Regions from separate parts of the Mus musculus genome. Here region 2 is linked to region 1. A link is a contact called in public Hi-C data. All regions are on one chromosome and are shown on one strand. Each heading gives the region's core, a stretch centred on a gene start, on an enhancer-like site or on the middle of the called end of the contact. The rest is flanking DNA. Distances are from core to core; before and after follow the strand shown.

What was found. Hi-C and Micro-C count contacts between places; a contact is called where the count stands out from the background.
Region 2: a Hi-C map of CD8 T cells shows a contact between it and region 1, with 4 times the contacts expected there. The contact joins the promoter of Glul here to the promoter of Odr4 in region 1. A contact is called at or near these places in 3 of 484 Hi-C or Micro-C datasets (CD4 T cells and CD8 T cells).

What each region holds. Positions count from the first base shown.
Region 1 is chr1:150,390,323-150,394,983 of GRCm38.p6, reverse strand. It overlaps Odr4 (odr4 GPCR localization factor homolog), which reads left to right and starts at 1,929. Exons shown (of 14, transcript NM_145511.2): 1 at 1,929-2,294; 2 at 4,628-4,661. The coding sequence starts at 4,650. It overlaps Tpr (translocated promoter region, nuclear basket protein), which reads right to left and starts at 2,146. Exons shown (of 52, transcript NM_133780.3): 1 at 1,971-2,146; 2 at 1,326-1,628. The coding sequence starts at 2,040.
Region 2 is chr1:153,897,677-153,902,337 of GRCm38.p6, reverse strand. Glul (glutamate-ammonia ligase (glutamine synthetase)) reads right to left here and starts at 2,409. Exons shown (of 7, transcript NM_008131.4): 1 at 2,279-2,409. Gm38440 (a long non-coding RNA gene) reads left to right here and starts at 2,562. Exons shown (of 2, transcript XR_387481.3): 1 at 2,562-2,743; 2 at 3,588-4,661. It overlaps Mir8114 (microRNA 8114), which reads right to left and starts at 2,412; the gene lies at 2,302-2,412.

The DNA.
Region 1 (4,661 bases), core at 680-3,179:
ATAAATTAATTTCATCTAGGCAGGCAAGGTTGTATTTTCTCCAGATCTCAGGAGATTATTAAACATTTAAATATAAGTTACCTAATAAATAAAAATACTTAATTAAAAAGTGCATTGTTTTAAAGGGGTTAATGTAAAAATAATTTAAATGATGCCTAAATTTCTGTAAAAATAAACATGCAGACTTCCCACAAAAAGGGACTGCATTTGTCTACTTCATCCCATTATTGGGACATATAAATTACTCAGTATTGACTGTGTGTAAATTAATTAACAGAATACAGTATATTATACAAACTTCTTAAGAGTCACAAAATAACTGGATATTTTTACTTATCAACGTTGCTTGATAACTACACTTTATTGAAGAAAAAAATTAAATTAGGTGGAAATTTCTAATCAATCTACCATACTATAGACCCCATTCCCTCAATTAATGATAAACCAAAACATGTGACAAAAAATTCTGTTTTTTCTTTCTTTTTTTTTTCGAGACAGGGTTTCTCTGTGTAGCCCTGGCTGTCCTGGAACTCACTCTGTAGACCAGGCTGGCCTTGAACTCAGAAATACGACTGCCTCTGCCTCCCAAGTGCTAGGATTAAAGGCGTGCGCCGCCACCACCGCCCGGCTCTGTTTTTTAAATAACTGTTTTCTTTCTCCCAAGAATATTTAAGCTATGTCTCTAATTTCCTTATACAAAAGCAACGACAAGAACGTACAAGCAGATATTTTTATTATATATTTCCTATCAAGTCTCAACGCTCTGGGAGAACCACCATATATTCATTTATCGCATTTCATTGCTCTTTCTAGTACCGTCCTTTTGTATACAAATTCCTCATCGCGACCATCTACTGCATTATTAGATCACAGGGTGCTATACACACTAAAACAAGGCACTAAAGGGGGGAAATGGGTAAAGGCTTATAAATCCAGTTTAAAAACAAACAAACTGGGGGGGGGGCGCTTAACTGTCATTTAAAGTACAGCAAAACAACATTAGATTAGGATTGCATAGTCCTAAAAATCTGGTGCAAACTGGGCCAAATTCTCCAGTTTCTGTCGGTGGGCCCATTGAGGAGTTTCCACAGAAGACTACGCTTAGTAAAAGGAAACCGAGGTAAACGAAGGTGGATTTAGATCGGGGAGGATCCCCCCGCCCCCCGATCTAAACCACACAGCGGGGAGAAGAGAGAAGGCCTCCGCTGCACATGGAGCCTGAGAAGCTGCTACCTGAACACCTCACCAGGGAGAAGAGGGCAGGCGTGCAAAGGAGGTCGGGCCCCAGCTCCAGACCGGAGCGCGAAGAGCGTCTCCACACTTACCACTCTCCACCTTAAATTTCTCGTGCCGCCCCTTCAGGCAGTCGATCTCGGACTGCTGCTCGGCCAGGAACTTCTCAAGTTTGTTCTGCGTCGACTTCGGCAGTTTGTTCAGTTCCGGGCGCTCCAGCACTTGCTGCAACACCGCCGCCATGTCGGCCGGGATCGCGGCAACAGCCGCAGCGGCTGAAGGAGAAGCCAAGGAGCAAGGAGAAGCGCGGAGCCCAGCCGCCGGAGCCGCCCCGTCCGCCGCCTCGCTCGCGGTCTCTCGCGCGCCTGCCCGCCTGAGACTCCCGCGGCGGGACCCTGGGAAAGAGAGTCCCGCGTTAGGTGCAGCCAGAGCCGCGCCGCCGCGCCCTCTCTGCGCACGCAGCCACCGGGAGCTAGGCACGCTGGGAAAGCGAGTTCACAGCAGCCTCGGCCCCAGTTTTTTGGGGATTTCACCGGTTTCCAGCCCCAGAGACTCTTGGGAAATGTAGTGTATTTCTCACCCGCTTACGCGCGCTCAGGCCGCACCTCTCGCCCCACTTCCTTCTTTCTCCCCGCCCCCGGCTCGCCTCCTATGGCTGTGACGAGTGCCCGCGCGGGGGCGCTACATAAGTACGCAGCCACCCTCGTCCTTATCCCGGAGGAGCAAGACGACCTTACCGTCAAAACCCCGGGATGTCATGGGTACTCCTCTGTGGCCACTTCTAGAAGCCGAGCCACCAGAGGTCATGGGTCACGGCAGGGTGTCTCGACAGGCTCTGGGCTACCGCCACGATCTTAACGGTGCCCCGAGAGGGGCGGGGTGCAGGCCTCCCTCGCTTGGGTAGAAGAGCTGCGGAGATGGGTGCGGGACGGCTTGCGTCATCAGTCTGCACCCGTTGGGGCCGCGACCCGCGTTTGGAGTAGGAAGTGTCTCTGCTGTCGCTTTCTGATGAGATCATTGGCTGTGGACGTGGGGACCTGAGTGGCACCTGGCCTTTGAAGGTAGCTACTTGTACCCTAACTCGAGTTCTCTCGCTGACAGAAAGCTCCAGGGATTTATTTGCCACATGTGCACATTCTGAGATCAAGTTAGTCGGCCAAGGAATATGTGTGCACCCGGGCACCACCAGCTTCCTTTTCGGGGAGAAAAGAAAGGATTTAGGGACCATATGGAACAGTCAGTCACTGGTGCACACTCAAGCCCTGTTCGGAGGAGATTAGCTTAGTGTCAAACCTGGTACCTACATGCTTTTGTGGGTGTGAGGTACCGAATGACTTAGTGCGAAATTAAAGTAGTCTGGTTAATATTTTAAACAGAAAAAAAATCAAATTTTGTTGTTTATGTAGTAAGATGACATTGCAGGCAAATGTCTGATGTTGACGTTTTTAATTTTAACATTTTTAGGACAGTTTTATTGAGACACTTGTCATTTTGCCACAGTAACAGAACTATGTCTGTTTCCCGAACACGACTCAGCAATATCAGCGTGTACTTCGTTTCATGGCTGGGTACTTTTCTGGAAGAATTTGTTGCCTTTTGATTGAAAATAAGGAGAGCACATGCCTGTGGTGTCAGCTACAGGGATTAAGAGGTGGGGGGGTTATCATTCCAGGACAGCCTGTGTTAGGAGTCAGGCTCTGTCTTAATGAAGGGGATGGGAGGGATTAAATTAGTAGGAGATTCATAACTGAATTCACAAGCTGAAGAAGAGGACAGGAGATGAGAACAGGAGATGTTCCTGCAATGATTCAATTGAAGGGCTGAGTATCATTGCCACCGCAAGCAAAACAGATTGAGAGAACTTAAATCCCACCTTTCACACTCACTACTTTAGTCATTTGGAGGAGTTATTTAACATTTCTTTTTGATTTCTTTATGTATAAAACGGAGACGACAATAATAGTACTTACCGTGCAGGAATTTGTATTAAATATCAATACATGTGAAGTCCTTAGAAAAATGTCCCGTGTAGAATTGAAGCAATATAGATAATTGTCATTGCAGACTGGTTACCTAAGTGGCTGTTATTAGGAGTTGTCTCATAGCAGCAATCACACATTTGTGCCTTCCCACCTTGCACAATTTGTAGAAAACAGTCGTTTTACAGTCACTATTGGGTAAACAAATTTGAGTCTCTCTCCTCTTAATGAACTAATCAGAAATTCAGCTTCCATATTTTAGAAACAAGAATATCGAAGTTCACCAATAAATTGTCATAGAGAATGCAGCTAAGGAGTAGATCTAAAATAAGAAATTAGATGTGTTGAATGGTATCCTTATTTCCTTATCCCAAGAGTGAGAAGTAACTTTGCTTTCTCATGGCAATTGGTAATTATATTTGTTATTGTTGTTTTGTTTTCTTCCTGTGTCTTTCCAGGCAGGGTTTCACTCTTTAGATCAGATTGTCCCAGAACTCACTATATAGCTTTGGCTGGCCTCCAGCTCAAAGCGCCAAGTCTGTTTCATCCTCAAGGGTACAGCAATTCCAGGCTTGCACCACCATATCTGGCTGGGACTCTTGTTCCTTCTTTTCTTTTCTCAAAAGATTTTTGGATTTATTATCGTTTGGTGTGTATATTTGTGTGAACAAGCTACATGTGTGCAGACTTGAGAAGTGGGAGTCAGATTTCCTGGAGTTGCAGCTAAAGGCATTTGTGCACCTCTGGACTTGGATGCTGGAAACCGAACCCAAGCTCTGTGGAAAAGCAGCATGGGCTGCTAACCGTTAAGCCACCACTCTGGCCCCAAGGGAGTTCTTTCTTTCTTTCTTTTTTTTTTTGACAGGGTTTCTCTGTGTAGCCCTGGCTGTCCTGGAACTCACTCTGTAGACCAGGCTGGCCTCGAACTCAGAAATCCACCTGCCTCTACCTCCCAAGTGCTAGGATTAAAGGCGTGCGCCACCACTGCCTAGCAGCGGGAGTTTTTTCTTATAGCACTGTACTAAGAATTCCAAAGCTGGGAGCTGGAGAGATGGCTCAGCAGTTAAGACCACTGACTGCTCTTTCAGAGGTCCTAAGTTCAATTCCCATCAACCACATGGTTACTCACAACCATCTGTAATGAGATCTGATGCTCTCTTCTGGTGTGTCTGAAGACAGCGACAGTGTACTCACATAAATAAAATAAATTTAAAAAATTAAAAAAAAAAAAGATTTCCAAAGCTGCATTTTAGTTGTACAGAAAAGAATGCCTTATTTTATAAATGATCACTGCAAGAAATAGGAGAGTTTTGGGAATGGGCCACTCTTTTTGTTCTATTGCCTGTCCACCAATGCTAAAACATCAGAAATCGCTTTTCCCCCCAAAATGCTAACTTTTATTTCTTGCAATTTAGGCTGTTGAATTGGCTGTCTATAATGGGAAGAACC
Region 2 (4,661 bases), core at 1,160-3,659, 3.5 Mb before region 1:
ACTTATTTGAGACAAAGTCTCATTGTGGAGCCCTGGAACTTATGCCGACCAGGCTAGCCTCAGAATCAAATTAGATCTGCCCCTCTCAGCATCCTGAACGCTAGAATTAAAGGTGTATGCCACCACCATCTTTAGATTACACAATGAAATACTAGGGCTAGCTGTAAGACTTTAAAGGCTAACATATTCCTGGGAGAAAGAAAGGACCTGTATTATCTGCCACCACTAAGGTGGTAAAAAGTAAAGCCATACTCCAAGGAGCACACTGCTGACTGGTTTTTTGGTTTTTTTTTTTTTTTTTTGAGACAGAGAAATCTCAACAAGCCCTCTCTCTGTCCTAGTAATTACTTACTCATTATTTACACCAAGCTTTCCTCAAAATCAGAGGATCTACCAGTCTCTGCCTCCTGAGAGCTGGGATTAAAGGTATGCCCCCTCCACACCAGGCCTCAACTGCTGACTTCATTACTGTGGTGAAAAGCCTTACTCCAGAGACAGATTTCAATGTGAAAATTAACAGTATTTGACGATCCCACCGGATAATATTTTCTGGTACGTAGAAAAATCCCACTTCTAAGTTTACAAGCCACAGGAGTCGGGGCAAGATCTTCGATGAATGTGAGGCTACAAAAAACCAGCCTCAAAACACAAGAGGAAATGCCCCCCTCCCTCCCTAATCTCCCCGGATAGCTGGAGAGGGAACATATTGTTCTCCTCCAATGACTTGGGCAACTTTCTGAAGTACAGTGGCAAAGTTTCTATGGGCAACCGTCCATGTTTGCCCAAGTGAAAACAACTGCCTCTCCCTCCAAAAGCCTCACCCTTCCCCCGGGGAACAGATGAGCCTCTGCTGTCAAGTCCGATGCAGAACCAAAGCCTCTGCCTACACCACTTAGAGGCCCGGATTGTAATTCTAGATGGCTTCAATTTACACCACTCATCAGCTTTCCTCCTCTGCCGTGCCCCCCGCCCCCCACACACACACATCCAGCATTAATGAACTGTTAGGGGAACCTGAGTTCCTCCTCTGGCCCTGGTTCCCTGAGACCAGCTGGGTGCCAGCAGCCTAGTGTACATAGATAGCACCAACTGGTGTCCCTGTAGTGCAAAGTGGAATGGGTTCTTAAAATTCTGAGTAGTTTCTGCGGGTTGCCAGATGCACCCGGGGTCCTTCGCCCTGACTTTTACTCACCCCAGCCAATGAGAATCAAATGCACTGGGGTTGTACTCTCTAGACCTCCTCTTTTTAGAGCAGTGTTCATGCCTCTCCTCGTTCTCGATTTCTCGCTGGTCTAAGCAACGGAGCTTTTTGGGCGAGGGCGATGGAGTGGGGGACCCAGACCGTTCGGAGGGGGAGGTGCTGGAATAAGACGGGTGCGATTTAATCTTAACCCTCGACTTCTCCCCGGAGTTCACAGAGTAGGCAACGAAGCCTAAAGTATTAGAAGGGGACTCTGAGGACCGAGAATCTCCATCTTCTACGTCTTCAATGGTTGGTTTCTTTGAGTATTTGCGGCTGGGGGAGGATCCCCGCTTCCCGCCCCCGGAGGAGTTGGGGCAATCCACTTTGAAAGCAGCCTTCCCACTAAAATGTCCGGAAAGTCGGTGCCGCGACCCTCGGGCCCGCGTAGATCTCAAGGCCTCTCCCAGGGGGCCATACCCCGGCGAGGGTAGAGGCCGGGTGGCGAGAGTGGGGCGACCGCGGGAGGCACAGCGCGCCGCTGCTGCCTCCGCTTGGCGCGGCCTCTCCACTGCGGAGCCCGCCGGCCACTCCGGGGCTCCGGCTCTCCATTGTTCGGTCATATGGTAAAGGCCTAGGACACGGCGTTGGGAGCTGGGGAGTGGTGCCATCAACGCTTAGGACCACCATCCTCAACCAGACCACCCACAGCGTGACGACGCCCCCCAAATGCGCCGCCAGGAAGAGAGGATCAAGGCGCCTGCGCCCACCTAAGGCAAGAACCCTCTCCCGCTGGGACCACCGGAAAGCCCCCATCTCAGCGTGAACCCCAGCCAACGGCGCCTGCCTCCCGGGGCGGCGCCTCCGGCCGCAAGTATAGAACAGATCAAAACAACCCGCAACCCCGCCCTTCCCGGAGCTTGGCTCACAGCGCGTCCTAGGAACACCAAGCAGAGCCGGCCCGGGCCGCACGCTGCAAACACGCGGGAGGCACGAGCGCTGCATCCCGCTCCGTACAGCAGCTGACTGGAGCTGGGAAGTAGAGTGCGACCCCACAGCCCGGGCGGCCGTACATTCCTGGACCCTCCGTGCGCTTACCAGAGCGGTGGCCGGCCGGATGATGGATGGGTGAACAGGTCAGGAGAGCGAGGCGGAGAGGAGATGGGTGAGCGTGCTGTTCAGACACTCTGCTCTACTCCCATTCTCCGCTCTGCAGGGTCGCTGGCTGCTCGGTACTTTTTATTGACAGCTTGTGCCCGCCCCCAGTCGCCTTGATTGGCTGACCTAGGCCAGGAAACCCGCGCCCATCAGCTGCTGCGCGCCGGGGCCCTGAGGCCATTGGCCGAGGAACTGTGCGGGAGCCTCAGGGTGGGGCGAGCGAGACCCAGAAGAAAGAAAGAGAAAGGGGAGTGGGGGAGGGGAGGCAGCGGCGGCTGGAGGAGGGCCAGGGCCGAAGGTGCAGGATGCATTTGCAGCTTGCGTTCTTAAGCGACCTCTGGACCCTCGGACCCAGGCTGAGGCTTCCTCAGAGTCATTTGGCCTCGGCTCTTTGCTTCCTTAACGGTACAGAGGTTTTCGAGGAGATCTGTCACTGAAAATCCAGAACCCCAGAAGAGAATTTTACCCTTTGTTTGTTGAGCGAGCCTGGGGACGGGTTGGGCTGGGGAGAGGCAGGGAGCCCTGATCAGGCGCGGGGAGAGAGAGAGAGAAACACGATTCCCAGAACCTGGAGGACCCTATCTTCCTGGTTTCCTGAGTGGATTTGGGGGAAGTGGTCAGACTGTGATTTCACGGTTTAAACACAAGTGTGATGTTTCTATAAAGAGGATTCTGGACGTCCATAGTCTATTTGATGTTGCCTTGTGTGTGTGTGTTCCCGTCTCTCAGCCTTTCCTTGGATCTGCAAAATAAAGCAGATGGAAGGACTTTCAGAGCAGTTGACCGGGAAAGCAGGGTGGCAACATGCCTTTAATCCTAGCACTCAGGAGGGAAAGCGGGGGTGGCACACGCCTTTAATCCTAGCACTCAGGAGGCAGAGGCGGGTGGGTCTCCTGAGTTCGAGGCCAGTCTTCTCTACAGAGGGAATTCCAGGACAACCAGGGTTTCACAGAGAAAACAAACAAAAAAGCAAGAGGGGTGGGGGGAACCCCTGGCTTTGCTTCCCAAGTTGTTTTTAACTGTGTGTGTGTGTTGGGGGAGAGGGAATGAGAGTTTTCTCTTTCCTTTCTTAACCCTGCAGTGATGGCTGAGATAGTGTGTGAATACTGTAGTGAGACAAGCTGAAAATGTGCACAGAATTTACCTGTAAAAAAATAGACGTGGCCCATATATTGTTATTAATGCTATGCTCTGAGCAGTCTCTTTCTAGTACATGAAATCCACCTCATGGCTGGGCTTTATCTTTCAGGACTTCTGGCATTCGAGATGAAGTTTTCTCTCTAGATGCCAGAAACCCACGCTCTCAGTGCCTTTGGAAGAGGAAGGGATGAAGTTTGTGCTTCTGCTTCTGTGTATGCACCACAAATATGAAAAAGAAAGGTTGCCTGTGACCCCACACACATAGCTCGGCCTGTTAGGTCAACCTCTGTCAATTTCCCCTGAGTGTGTCTGACACAGTGGCTCACAGAAGCAGCATGCCCCACAGGTGGGGATTTGAATAGGCTTTGGACCAGAAAGGCACCTTGCAAATTCTGTGTCCTAGTCAGTACTGTGTGAAGCGTTTTACCATGAGGTTGTTCAACAGCGGGGCTTCACGTCGGGCAAACCCAAGTTCATTCTGAGTAGTAGCCAAATTAGTAGCCACACAAGCTCTGTCTTAGCATTTGTAGCGGGGATGACAGTGGGACCTGGAACATGAGGAGTGTTAGGAAGACGATGTCATCTCATAGGTCAATATAATCTGAAGAGACTGAGTCGTTTCTTTCCATGATTACTCTGTGTGTGCATGCATGTATGCACACATGCACGTGTGTGTTATACACTGCATCCATATGTGTAGAGGTCAGAGGATGACTTTAGGTGTCTTCTATCACCCTCTACTTTTTTTTTTTTTTTTTGAGACAGGGTCTGACATTGAACTTGTAACTGCAACTTAACTAACTTGGTTGCCCGGTGACTCCCAGGGATCTTTCTGGATCTGCCTCTGCACAGCTTGAAGAAGTTACCTGCATTGCAGATGACTTCTTACATGGTTGCTGGAGATGAACTCCGGGACCCTCATTCTTTTGAAGAGAGGACCCACCAACGGCACTGTGGCACTGGCACTGCACCCCCCCCCACCCCCCACCCCCTGCCCACTCGGGTGATGCAGCTTTCTGCCTCCGTAGTGAGCTGCGCCATTACTTAAGGAAGTAAGGTGTAGACTCAGCAACAATGGGCTCGGCTGTCTTCCCATTTCTTCTTTTAACTCTTCAGCTTAGGTGGTTAGAAAAGGGGTTGTCAGAAGGGAGAGATGTTGTTCTTATGTTAGGAGATAGTGAAT